Regions from separate parts of the Sus scrofa genome. Here region 1 is linked to region 2. Evidence: chromatin contacts called from public HiChIP or PLAC-seq data. All regions are on one chromosome and are shown on one strand. The core of a region is the stretch at or near the end of the contact, and the rest is flanking DNA. Distances in the headings are between cores, read along the strand shown.

What was found. HiChIP or PLAC-seq counts read pairs in DNA pulled down with a chosen protein or histone mark.
Region 1: an H3K27ac HiChIP or PLAC-seq map of alveolar macrophages shows a contact between it and region 2. The contact joins two enhancer-like sites. A contact is called at or near these places in 2 of 2 datasets of contacts at active chromatin or transcription factors (alveolar macrophages and skeletal muscle).

The regions. Positions count from the first base shown.
Region 1 is chr13:10,556,312-10,561,758 of Sscrofa11.1, reverse strand. It overlaps LOC106507984 (a long non-coding RNA gene), which reads right to left and starts at 5,329. Exons shown (of 4, transcript XR_001304440.2): 1 at 4,737-5,329; 2 at 4,031-4,200; 3 at 3,325-3,515; 4 at 2,974-3,211. Within about 2 kb of position 1,343, at least 1 of the 83 cell types and tissues checked has an H3K27ac peak or open chromatin away from gene starts, as enhancers often do. A contact at or near this core is called in alveolar macrophages, where this site is marked.
Region 2 is chr13:10,305,523-10,311,729 of Sscrofa11.1, reverse strand. The region is part of intron 3 of UBE2E2 (UB2E2); the gene reads right to left. Among named protein-coding and RNA genes, the nearest start is that of UBE2E2, 300 kb to the right of the region's middle. Within about 2 kb of position 3,664, at least 1 of the 83 cell types and tissues checked has an H3K27ac peak or open chromatin away from gene starts, as enhancers often do. A contact at or near this core is called in alveolar macrophages, where this site is marked.

The DNA of each region.
Region 1 (5,447 bases), core at 94-2,593, 250 kb before region 2:
ATCTGACTAGCATCCATGAGAACGAAGTTTGGATCCCTGGCCTCACTCAGTGGGTTAAGAATCTGGCTTTGCCGTGAGCTGTGGTGTAGGTTGCAGACGAGGATTGGATCTGGCGTTGCTGTGGCTGTGGAATAGGCTGGCTCCGATTCAACCCCTAGCCTGGGGACCTTCATATGCCACAGGTGCAGCCCTAAAAAGACAAAACAAAAAAACCAAATTGCCAAGATCTTAGTGGCTTAGAACAATGGAAGAGTGTTCTCGCCATTCTAGAGGCCAGAAATGGAAGGGTAGGCAGGTTTGCCCCACCGCCAGGGGCTCTGGGGTCATCCTCCTTGGCCTCACCCATCTTTGGGGGTGTGGGGAGGGGAGGGGGAGGTGGGATCCAGGCGATCCCTGAGTCCAGTTTCCACCTCTGTCCTCACATGTCTGCCTCCCCATGTCTGTGTCTCCTTTCCTGTCTCCTGTAGAGACACTTGTCATTGGATTTAGTGTCCACCTAGACAATCCAAGATGATGTCATTGCAAGGTCCTTAACTTCATTACACCCCCAGAGACCCTTTTTCCACATAAGGCCGTATTCACAGTTTCCAGGCATTAAGACATGAACATGGTGTACCCCTGTGGTGTATGAAAGTTCCCAGGCTAGGGGTTGAATCAGAGCTACAGCTGCTGGCCACAGCCACAGCCACACCAACACCAGATCTGAGCCATGTCTGCGACCTACACCGAAGCTCATGGCAATGCCAGATCCTTAATCCACTGAGAAAGGCCAGGGATCGAACCTTCGTTCTCATGGATGGGCCAGGGATTGAACCTGAATCCTTGTAGATACTAGCTCATTTCCACTGAACCACGGTGGAACTCTGAACATGTTTTTCTTGCATCCACAAGTCAGCCCACTGCACTAGGTGTGGAGTGTCCCTCGAGTTTCCGACACCAAGAGAAAAGTAGTTCGTGGCCAGGGACCCGTGGACAGGAAAGGAGACCAAGGACAGGTCTGCTCCATCTTCTACCCCCAGATGCTCTGGCTTACCACCATCTCCTCCTCTCTCACCTCCTCTTCCAGACCGTCAGCTCTGGATCCCATAGCTGCAGCCTGTGCCTTCCAGTTTCCCCACTCAAACTCCCGAGTGTGGAAAAGTGCTGGCCAGCCTGGGACAGGTGGCCCCAGGTCAGATTGTCTTCCCCTGGTCCAGTCCCTGAAGTTCTAAGGGGGCAGGGAGCAGCAGAACCACATGACTCAGAACAAGGCCCCCAGGCCTGCTCCTTCAGGCCTCCATGGTGTGACTCGGGAATGTCTCCTTTGAGGAGGAGATTTGAGCAAACAGCTCTTGCACAGGCCCTGGGAGGAGAATGTGGTGAAATCCTGGGTTCCACTTGTACCTAAGACTATGCTTCACTTTTTTTTTTTTTCTTTTTAGGGACACACCCGTGGCATATGGAAGTTCCCAGGCTAGGAGTTGAATCAGAGCTGCAGCTGCTGGCCTACGTCACAGCCACAGCCACAGCCATGCGGGATCCCAGCCACATCTGCAACCTACACCACAGCCTGAGGCAACACTGGGTCCTTAACCCACTGAGCAAGGCCAGGGATCAAACCCGTGTCCTCACGGACACTGTGTCAGGTTCTTAAGCTGCTGAGTCACAGTGGGAATTCCTGTGCTCCACTTTTTGAAGTCGTCAAATTCCTTTTTATGAGGGAGTCACGCTTTTGGGGAGATGTCAGCCTGAATCCCAGGGGTTCATGTTACAAGGGGGGCAATGATGCAATCACAATGGCAATCCCTCTTAGTGACCCACTCTCATTTCTCATTTGAGCTTCCTAACAATGCTGCAAAGGAGGCCCCAGCTCTGCTGCCCCTGCCACCCCCATGGAGCCATCAAGGACGTCAAGGCTTCTAGCAGCTAAATTACTTGCCCAAGGTCTCCTGGCTCCCAAGTACAGCCCCAGAATGAGTCCACAGCCTTCTCCAGGGCAACCTCTCTGTAACGGCTGTTCTCATTAATGTCATACAAGTCACTCCCTTTGGAAACCAGCTTGGAATTAATTTAAAGCCAAGGGCATGTATTAGGAAAGAGGTCTGAATTTTGTGGAGCTCTGATTTGGAATAACAAGGCACGTGAGGATGGGAGCAATGACCTGGGAGAGGGCGGGGCTGGGCGGGAGAAGGGGGCGTGGCCTGCGCCGGTGGAAGCATGTAGAATCTCAGGTTCTCTCACACGGTCCTATTAATTTTTTTTCCTTTTTCTTTTCTGGTATTATCACTGAGGGCTTGTTGCCTATAAAATATGTGAGGGAAATTAATTACCGTTATTATCATCCCCCAGCCAGGGATTAACAGAGGGGGGCTCTAACAGAGCATAGAAAGGACCCCAAAGGAGCGACGAGATCTCTGTAGGTATTTGGAGATGCGGCAGCGACACAGCGTCAGACCAGGGATGGGAAGCAGGTCCTGCACCAGGAGAGGGACGGGCTGGGGGAACCCCTTTGAGGTTTTGTGTTAGAATCTGTCTCCCGGGAGTTCCCGTCGTGGCGCAGTGGTTAACAAATCCGACTAGGAACCGTGAGGTTGCGGGTTCGGTCCCTGCCCTTGCTCAGTGGGTTAACGATCCGGCGTTGCCGTGAACTGTGGTGTAGGTTGCAGACGCGGCTCGGATCCCGCGTTGCTGTGGCTCTGGTGTAGGCCAGTGGCTACAGCTCCAATTCAACCCCTGCCTGGGAACCTCCATATGCCGCAGGGGCGGCCCAAGAAATAGCAAAAAGACAAAACAAAAACAACAACAACAAAAAGACAAAAGACAAAAAAAAAAAAAAAAAAAAAAAAGAATCTGTCTTCCCTTCCTTCCCGGAAATGACACTGAGGCAGATTTGTCTTTTCCCAATAATCAGCATCCCCAGACACACACACACACACACACACTCTCTCTCTCTCTTAATTTTTAGGAAAATGATTAATTTTGAAAATAATGAGGTAATCTTTCAATGAATTGTATTTCTAGTGGGCAGCCCTGGCTGGGCACAGAAGCATCAGGGCCATGCAGCCCGCGTCTCACCTCACCCCCCCTCTCCGATCTACCTTTTTTTTTTTTTTTTTTAATGCTTCAAATGTATCTTTGCCGAAGGAGATGTGATCTCCACTTGTCCAACTGGGTACGTCATTAGGGCCTCTGCGGGCCTGCTGGGCTCTGTGGCTGGGGGTGCTAAAAATAACTGGAGAGGTAAAGAAAAAAAAAACGTTGAAGCAGATTGAAGGGCTCTTCTGGAAAATGAAACACAGAAGCCGGGCTCTGGGCGGTTCTATTTAAAGACGACCATTCTCTCACCCATTCCCGTGGATCTCCACGTGAAGACTTCATTCCCGAGCTGAGCTGGCGCCGAGGAGGAGAGTCCGATCTGCGCTGGGACCCGCAGCTGTCCTGGGAGGAAGCACTCCGCTAACTCCCGCCCAGCCCTTCCACTTTGAATCGAGGGAGGCGAAAATAAAGTTTTCAAGCCAATTTCACAATTTTATCTTCTGTGAAAAGCAAAATCAGCGAGGTTATGAAAACTTACAAGCAGTTAAAAGACTTTCCTATGGTCCTCCCCCTAGAGAGGAGGGGGGAGACAGGGGGGTAGGGGGAGGAGAAAGAGAGAGAGAGGAAATCAGACTGCTTTGTTCAAAGCAACGACCAACACGAGCCTTTTTCTTTCTTTCTTTTCCCTTTTTTTTTTTTCAACACATCTGGTCTCAATCTTTATACACCAGTGGACAAAAGCAATTAGGCAGCTCTGCTTTCCATGTCATAATAATGAAAGTCATATATTTTCCATGGCTGTCTCCTTTGGTTACCCAGCTCTGCAGAAAGAGCTTAAATGGAATTTAGAATGCAGGTCTTTGCTTGACAGTCCTGTTACTGACATGAGAGATAAGTGCTTGGGCGTCCACCAGAACCAGGAGACAGAAAGTGTTGACATCCCAGGTGTGTGCTAATGCCAGTCCCACTAGCCAGTCTTTCTAACAAGCCCTGGGGGAGGGGGATGGCTTATTACCTTTGGTTCAGGTTTGGAAAGCTCTCTTGACCAATCCGGTAGAGAAGCCTACAGGATCTTTCATATAAGATAAAACTCTAAGTCACTGCAGCAGTTAGGGCTCTTTGGGTCGCAAGGGAGAGAACTCAGTACAACCCAGCCTAAGCCAAAGAGAGAATTGGTTCATATACCTGGGAAATGTAAAACGGTGGGCTCTGGTCAGACACAGTGGATTCCAAGCCTTCAAACAATGCCATCCTCTTTTCCTCCACCGCCCCTCCCACCCCGCCCCTGCCCCACCCAAGATGAACAACTCCTAGGAATGGGTTGCCTCAGTACCAACAGTTCCAATAATAATTCTGGAATGAATGCTCTTGAAGTCAGGTGACTATCCTTAAACTGATTACAGTTGAGATAATCAGTCCATTCCTGGAAATGGGAAGGGAGTCAGCTCCACGGAGCTGTAGGACTGAGGTTGGGTTGGGCTTGGTTCCCCCAAAGAAAAAGGCGTTTTAGCTTCAGAAGAAGGGAGAACGATTGTGGGATGCTGTAGCCAGCCCAGTGGGACCCTTGTGAACTGTAGATAGGCACCCCCTCCTGGCGAATGCAGCCTTGTGTGCCCACTTTTTGGGGGCAGATGGCACCCACCTTCCTCTGGGCAGAAAACAGCTCCAGACCCAGGACACATGTGAGATAAGAAGATAAAGCTGGATATTAGCCCACTCACCTCCTCTGCGGGACTCTCTTAGACAGCAAGACACCATTTGCAGTGGCCCTGGAGGGCAGGCGGATGACCTGACAACCACCCAAACTGTCTTGAAGGAGATCCCTCCCCTGTAGGTTCACGATTTTCACCTGAGCTGTGGCTTCTGCATCAGGCATATGTATTAGCTGCTTAACAGCTCAGTGTTTGTCCAACCTGGGGTGTGTGATGTTAAGCTTTGGAAGGCATGCTAGAGGGAGGAGTCCAGACCTGGTTTGGTTGCTGGCTCTGCCCTTGCCATGTGTGGGCAGACCTGCCCTAGTCCTGATGCTTTTCTGGGTCTCACTTCCTGTGTTGAACGGGAGGTCCTCCCAAGCACTCTTCCCTCCCGCCCAAAGTCCAGATTGGGGCTGGTGGTTTTTTTGGGGGGGTCCTTTGCTTTTCTTCCATTCTTTCTCTGCTTGTGTCAACAAGAACAATTCTTCCTTCTACCTCCTGGCCCCTTCCCCCAGCCCTGTGTCTTCAGATGTGTGAAACTGGTGGTTTTACTGCCTTAGTCAGATCCAACACCTCCAGGGCGTCCTCAGGTTGTCATTTCCCTCCCCCAGGGCACCAGTGACACACAAACCCCCTTTATGCCTGTTAGGCAAATTAGCACCCTCTCACCAACGGGGCCCCTGCAGAAGCTGCCTGGAGACAAACTCAGTGTGTCTGAAAGAGTAAAAATGCAAAGCA
Region 2 (6,207 bases), core at 2,415-4,914:
GCTTTGGCAATTCTGGGTCTTTTATGGTTCCATATAAATCTGTGGATTATTCTAGTTCTGTGAAAAATGTCATGGGTAAATTGATAGGAATCACATTAAATCTGCAGACTGCTTTGGACTGCTTTTTGGCCATTTCTAATCCAAGAGCATAGGATACCTTTCCATTTTTTTGAATTCTCTTTAATATCCTTTATTAATGTTTTATAGTTCTCAGTGTTATGTCTTTCACCTCCTTGGTCAGGTTTATTCCTAGGTATTTTTTTTTGGGGGGGTGCGACTTTAAAAGGCATTTTTTTTTAAACATATCTTTTCTGATATTTCTTCTTCTTCTTCTTTTTTTTTTTTTTTTTTTTTTTGCTTTTTAGGGCCACACCCGAGGCACATGGAGGTTCCCAGGCTAGGGGTCCAATAGGAGCTACAGCTGTTGGCCTATGCCACAGCCACAGCAATGCCAGATCCAAGCTGCAGCTGCGTCTGCGACCAACACCACACCTCACAGCAAGGCCAGATCCTTAACCCACTGAGCAAGGCCAGGGATTGAACCTGCAACCTCATGGTTCTTAGTCGGATTTGTTTCTGCTGTGCCACAACGGGAACTCCTTTTCTAATATTTCTTTGTTAGTATATAACAGTGCAACCAATTTCTGAATGTTAATCTTGTATCCTGCTACCTCGCTGAGTTTGTTTATCAGGACAAGAAGTTTGAATAGAGTCTACATTGGCTGTGGGTTTGTCATAAATGGCTTTTATTATGTTGAAATATGTTCTCCCCATACGCACTTTGGAAGAGTTTTTTTATCATGAATGGATGTTGAATTTTGTCAAATGCTTTTTCTGCATCTTTTGAGATGATCATGGGGCATAACTCTTCCAGACTTCAGACAATACTACAAGGTTACAGTAATCAAAACAGTGTGGTACTGGTACTAAAATGACAGAGGGATCAATGGAACAGAATACAGAGCCCAGAAATAAATGCAGACACCTACAGGTAATTAATCTTCGACAAGGGTGGGAAGAATACAAAATTGGAAAAAGACAGTCTCCTCAGCAAGTGGTGCTGGGATAATTGGACAGTTGAATGTAAATCAATAAAACTAGAATACACTCTCACACCATGCACAAAAATAAACTCAAAATGGCTTAAAGACTTAAACATAAGGCAAGATACCATAGAACTCCTAGAAGGGCATGGGAAAACATTCTCTGACATAAACGATACCGATGTTTTATTAGGTCAATCTCCCAAGGCAACTGATATAAAAACAAAAATAAACCAATGGGACCTAATCAAACTTATAAGCTTTTGCACAGCAAAGGAAACCATAAACAAAACAAAAAGACAACTTATAGGATGGGAGAAAATAGTTGCAAACAATGCAACCGACAAGGGCTTATATCTTCAAAATATAAAAACAACTCATACAACTCAACAATAAAAAAACAAACAATGAAATTGAAAAATGGGCACACGATCTACATAGATATTCCTCCAAAGAAGATATACAAATGGCCAGCAGGCACATAAAAAGATGCTCAACATCACTAATTATTAGAGAAATGCGAATCAAAACCATAATGAGGTACCACCTCACACCAGTCAGAATGGCTATCATTAATAAGTCTACAAGTAACAAATTCTGGAGAAGGAGTGAAGAAAAGGGAACCCTCCTACACTGTAGGTGGGAATATAACTTAGTGCAATCACTATGGAGAACAGTATAGAGTTCCTTAAAAAACTAAATATAGAATTATCATGTGATTCAGCAATCCTACTCCTGGACTTATTATCCAAAAAAGATTACAACTCTAACTCAAAAAGACATGTGCACCCCAATGTTCATGGCAGCACTATTATTTACAATAGCCAAGACATGGAAGCAACCTACGTGTCCATCAACAGATGAATGGATAAAGATTTGGCACAAATATACAACAGAATATTACTTAGCCATAAAAAGAATGAAATAATGCCATTTGCAGCAACATGGATGGATCTAGAGATGATCACAAGGAGTGAAGTAAAAGGTCAGAGAAAAAAAAATATATCATTTATATGTGGAATCTAAAAAAGAATACAAATGATTTTATTTACAAAACAGAAACAGACTCACAGAAATAGAAAATAAAATTATGGTTACCAAATGAGAAAGAGGGGTTAGAAGGGATAAATTAGGAGTTTGGGATTAACAGAAACACTACTATATATAAAATAGATAATCAACAAGGACCTGCTGTATAGCACAGGGAACTCTACTCAATATTCTGTAACAAACCATAATGGAAAAGAAGCTAAAAATTATATAGATAGACATACAGACAGACAGATAATCTGAACCACTTTGCGGTACACCTGAAACTAACACATCATTGTAAATCAACCAAACTCCAATTTAAAAAGTATTTCATAGGTTTAGACATATCCAACAAAAGAAAAAAAGCTGAAGAAAATAAGGCTCTAAGGAAAAATGTGGCAAATTAAGGAAGAGAAGAACTCTTTGGTGTAGATAACAATGAAATGTTAGCAGAGGGCAGAGCAAAGGCATGGTTTTGAACTCTATTCAATTATATTACATTTTATTTCTTTTGTTAACAAGGAGAATGACATCATTTTAAACAAACCTGTAGAAAGGATTATTAACCAGGTAATTTGTCAGGACTTAAAATGATGTGGTGATCCACGGGATTCCTTGTGGACAGACCCAAACCAAATTGTGCCCTGGGCCACTCCCTTTCCTTTTCAATGCATGATTGAAACCATAGAGGAATGAGGTGGCCACAGTGCTCCACACACACAAGCACAAGTCTTAGCAGTCTTCTTTACTACTGTCAACAGCCACTGGCCTCAGGCCAAAACAAACACAGCAGCCTGGGAGTCATAAATTTGATGTTTATCTATGTGGAGAGGAACGATCCATGACCAAGGAGATTGTAATCAGTAGGCTCCCAAAGCAAACTGGGCTGCTGCAAATATCACTTTTAGTGTGTCCCTGTGGTCCAGAGAGAGGATTCCAGTCTGGATACTAATCCAGTTTGGTGGATGCGGAACAGGCTCAGTTAAGCATATGTTAGCGGATCTTGCTAAATGATCAAATAAATTAAATAGGCACAAAGAAGCTCTCTGGGAGGATGATTTGTGATTAGTCCTGTTTTTTTTTTTTTTTTTTTTTTTCAGCATTTTGTCAATGACTTAAATGAAGACATAAAAACCATGCTTATCAAAGCTATGGATAGCATAAAGTTGGACAGAAAAACGAACACACGGGCCAGGAGTAAAAATTCCAAAGGTCTAAACATGTCAAACTATAGTTAAACAATACAAATTTAATAGAGGAAAAAAAAGATCTATAGTTAGGGACAAAGCCATCATTTCCACAAGATGGAGGACACTTGGCTTAAACGTGATGATATGGGGCTTTGTGAATGGAAACTCTTAAAAAATAAAACATACATAAAGAGAAGCACACAGATCACTAGTGCACAGCCTGATGAATTTTTACAAAGTGAATATACTTGAGTATCCACTACCTAGAACAAGATGCTGAATACTGCCAGCACCCCAGAAATCTCCCTTGTGCTTGTCACCAGTCATAACCACCCTCCAAATGCAACCCTTATTCTGACTCCCACATCTGTACCACGAGTTCTTCCTGTTTTTAAATTTACATAAATGGAATCGTAGGGTACATACTCCTTTGTGTCTTCCTTCTTTCAATATCATGTTTGTGACCTCCACATACAGTGTTTATTGTTCTGTTTTTTTATTTCCTTATTACACAATATTCCATTGTATGAACACGGCACATTTATCCATTCCACTATACATAAATTTTTCCCCAGGAATTTTCTATTTAAATATAACATAAGAGGTGACAGTTCTGAGACACGACAAGGTGGCAGCAAAGACAAAGTTTATACACTTTCTCTGCCTGAGTCTGGCTTTGAAAACAAGCACATGCATCGATTTGGTCTTCATGATGTGACTTTGAAGTCTGAGGCTGTGAAAATGGCTCAGGGGAAGTGACTCTGTCATAGTGCAATACTGAAGGTAGGTACCTACAGGAAAAGATACTTGGTTTTTGGATTATAATGTTTTCTTGGGTTGCAAAATTTGATCTATGTATTGAATATTATTCGAACCTATATTTAAATATGCAAATTATTTGCTTGTAATTTGTGTCAACCGACAGTCTGTATAAATCATAGCTCAGATACTTTATAAAATCAAGAATATAATACTTCATACGAGATGGCAACAAAAACTCAAGTTTTTTCTTTCTTTTTTTTTTTGTCTTTTTGCCATTTCTTGGGCCGCTCTCGCAGCATATGGAGGTTCCCAGGCTAGGGGTCTCATCGGAGCTGTAGCTGCTGGCCTACGCCAGAGCCATAGCAACGTGGGATCCAAGCCGCATCTGCAACCTATACCACAGCTCACGGTAACGCCGGGTCATTAACCCACTGAGCAAGGCCAGGGATCGAACCTGCAGCCTCATGGTTCCTCGTCGTATTCGTTAACCACTGCGCCACAATGGGAACTCCAAGTTTTTTCTTTAACACGGATTAATTACTTGCCAATAAGTCACCTACCAATATCAGCAGCACTTAATTTTAAGCATTTAAGATAAACTGTACTACCTTCCACTGTTTCAAAAGAAATGTATCACTGTCTCCTGGGTCTCCTAGATACTCTGATGACATCTTCTCAGAAATGGAAGATCCTACCCTCCAATTGTACCTAATTCTGTGGGAAAGAATAAGAACAGGGGCGCACAAACACATATGCACACACTCTTACTGGTCATTTCAGTATTACAAACCAACAGAGCACAGATTTCCCAAGTGCTGAAGCTACAACAAGCAAAATGAATGTTCATTTTCTTCATCAAAATTACTGTCTGCCAGGTACTAAAGGTCTCTGTTCTCATAGAGCTTAGAGTCTAGAGTGAGGAGGCAGAAGAAAAAAAATCAACCAACAAATAAGTATGTCAGACTATGAAAAGTTTCATGACCAGGATTATCAGGTTGATGTTACAGAAAACCACCACAGTGGAACTATTTATAGATGGTGGTCAAGCAGTGCACCTCTCAGCAGGTGACACTAAAGGTGAGAACTGAAGAGCAACAAAGTTGCGGCTGATTGGGAGAACTGGCTGAAAATGATCCCAGGACAAGGGATCAGCACATCTGAGGGACAAAAGGGGACGTTGCAGGAGGTGAGGCCAGAGGGGAGAACCAGTGTGAGAAGTGTGAGTTCTACTCTAGGTGCAGAGCGAAGGCACTGAGAGTTTTTACACAGGGCAGTGACAAATCACTATCCGTTCAAAGAGAGGAATCTCAGAGAGACTGGTAAACTTTCTCTTTCTACAGATGAAAACACTAAGTTCCAGAAAGTTTAGTGTCATCGAAAGATATACGGTTATACCTAGAGATTTTCCTACTAAGTGAAGGAAGTCAGATGGGGAAAAACAAATTATCATATGCTATCACTTACATGTGGAATCTATGGAAAGGAAATAAATGACCTTACAAAACAGAAAGAGACTCACAGACATAGAAAACAAACTTAAGGTGACCAAAGGGGAAAGGAGGGGGAGGAGGGAAAAATTAGGAATTTGGGATTAAAATACATACTCTACCATATATAAAATAGATAACCAACAAGGACCTACTATATAGCACGGGGAGCTATACTCAATATTCTGTAATAACCTATAAGGGAAAAGAACCTGAAAACATACATATAAAATATATAACATATCTAATATATAACATGTAACATATTATATATGTGTGTATGTATAAATGAATCACTTTGCTGTACACCTCTAACACAACATTGTAAATCAACTATACTTTAATTTAAAAAAAAGAGATCTAGTTCTAACTCTAATGGGGGGGAGGGAAATCAAGGAAATGTGAGCATTTGCTACAATGGGGTTGGTTAATATTTGGCTACAAGTGTTAAAAAATGAACTCAGACTTCCCCACTACCCAAACTTGAACAAAATAACATTATCTATAGTTATCCAAACAAGTGACACATTTAAAGAAAGAAAATCACATTTTTTCCCTTACATGTATCACAACATTTCCCCACCCCATTTCTCCCATGCATAAGATATGACTTGTTTTTACAATTACAGACATTTTAATTAACACAGGGTGTCTGTTCCATGTGTTGACTGAGTCCTATCAGGGAGCTCCTTC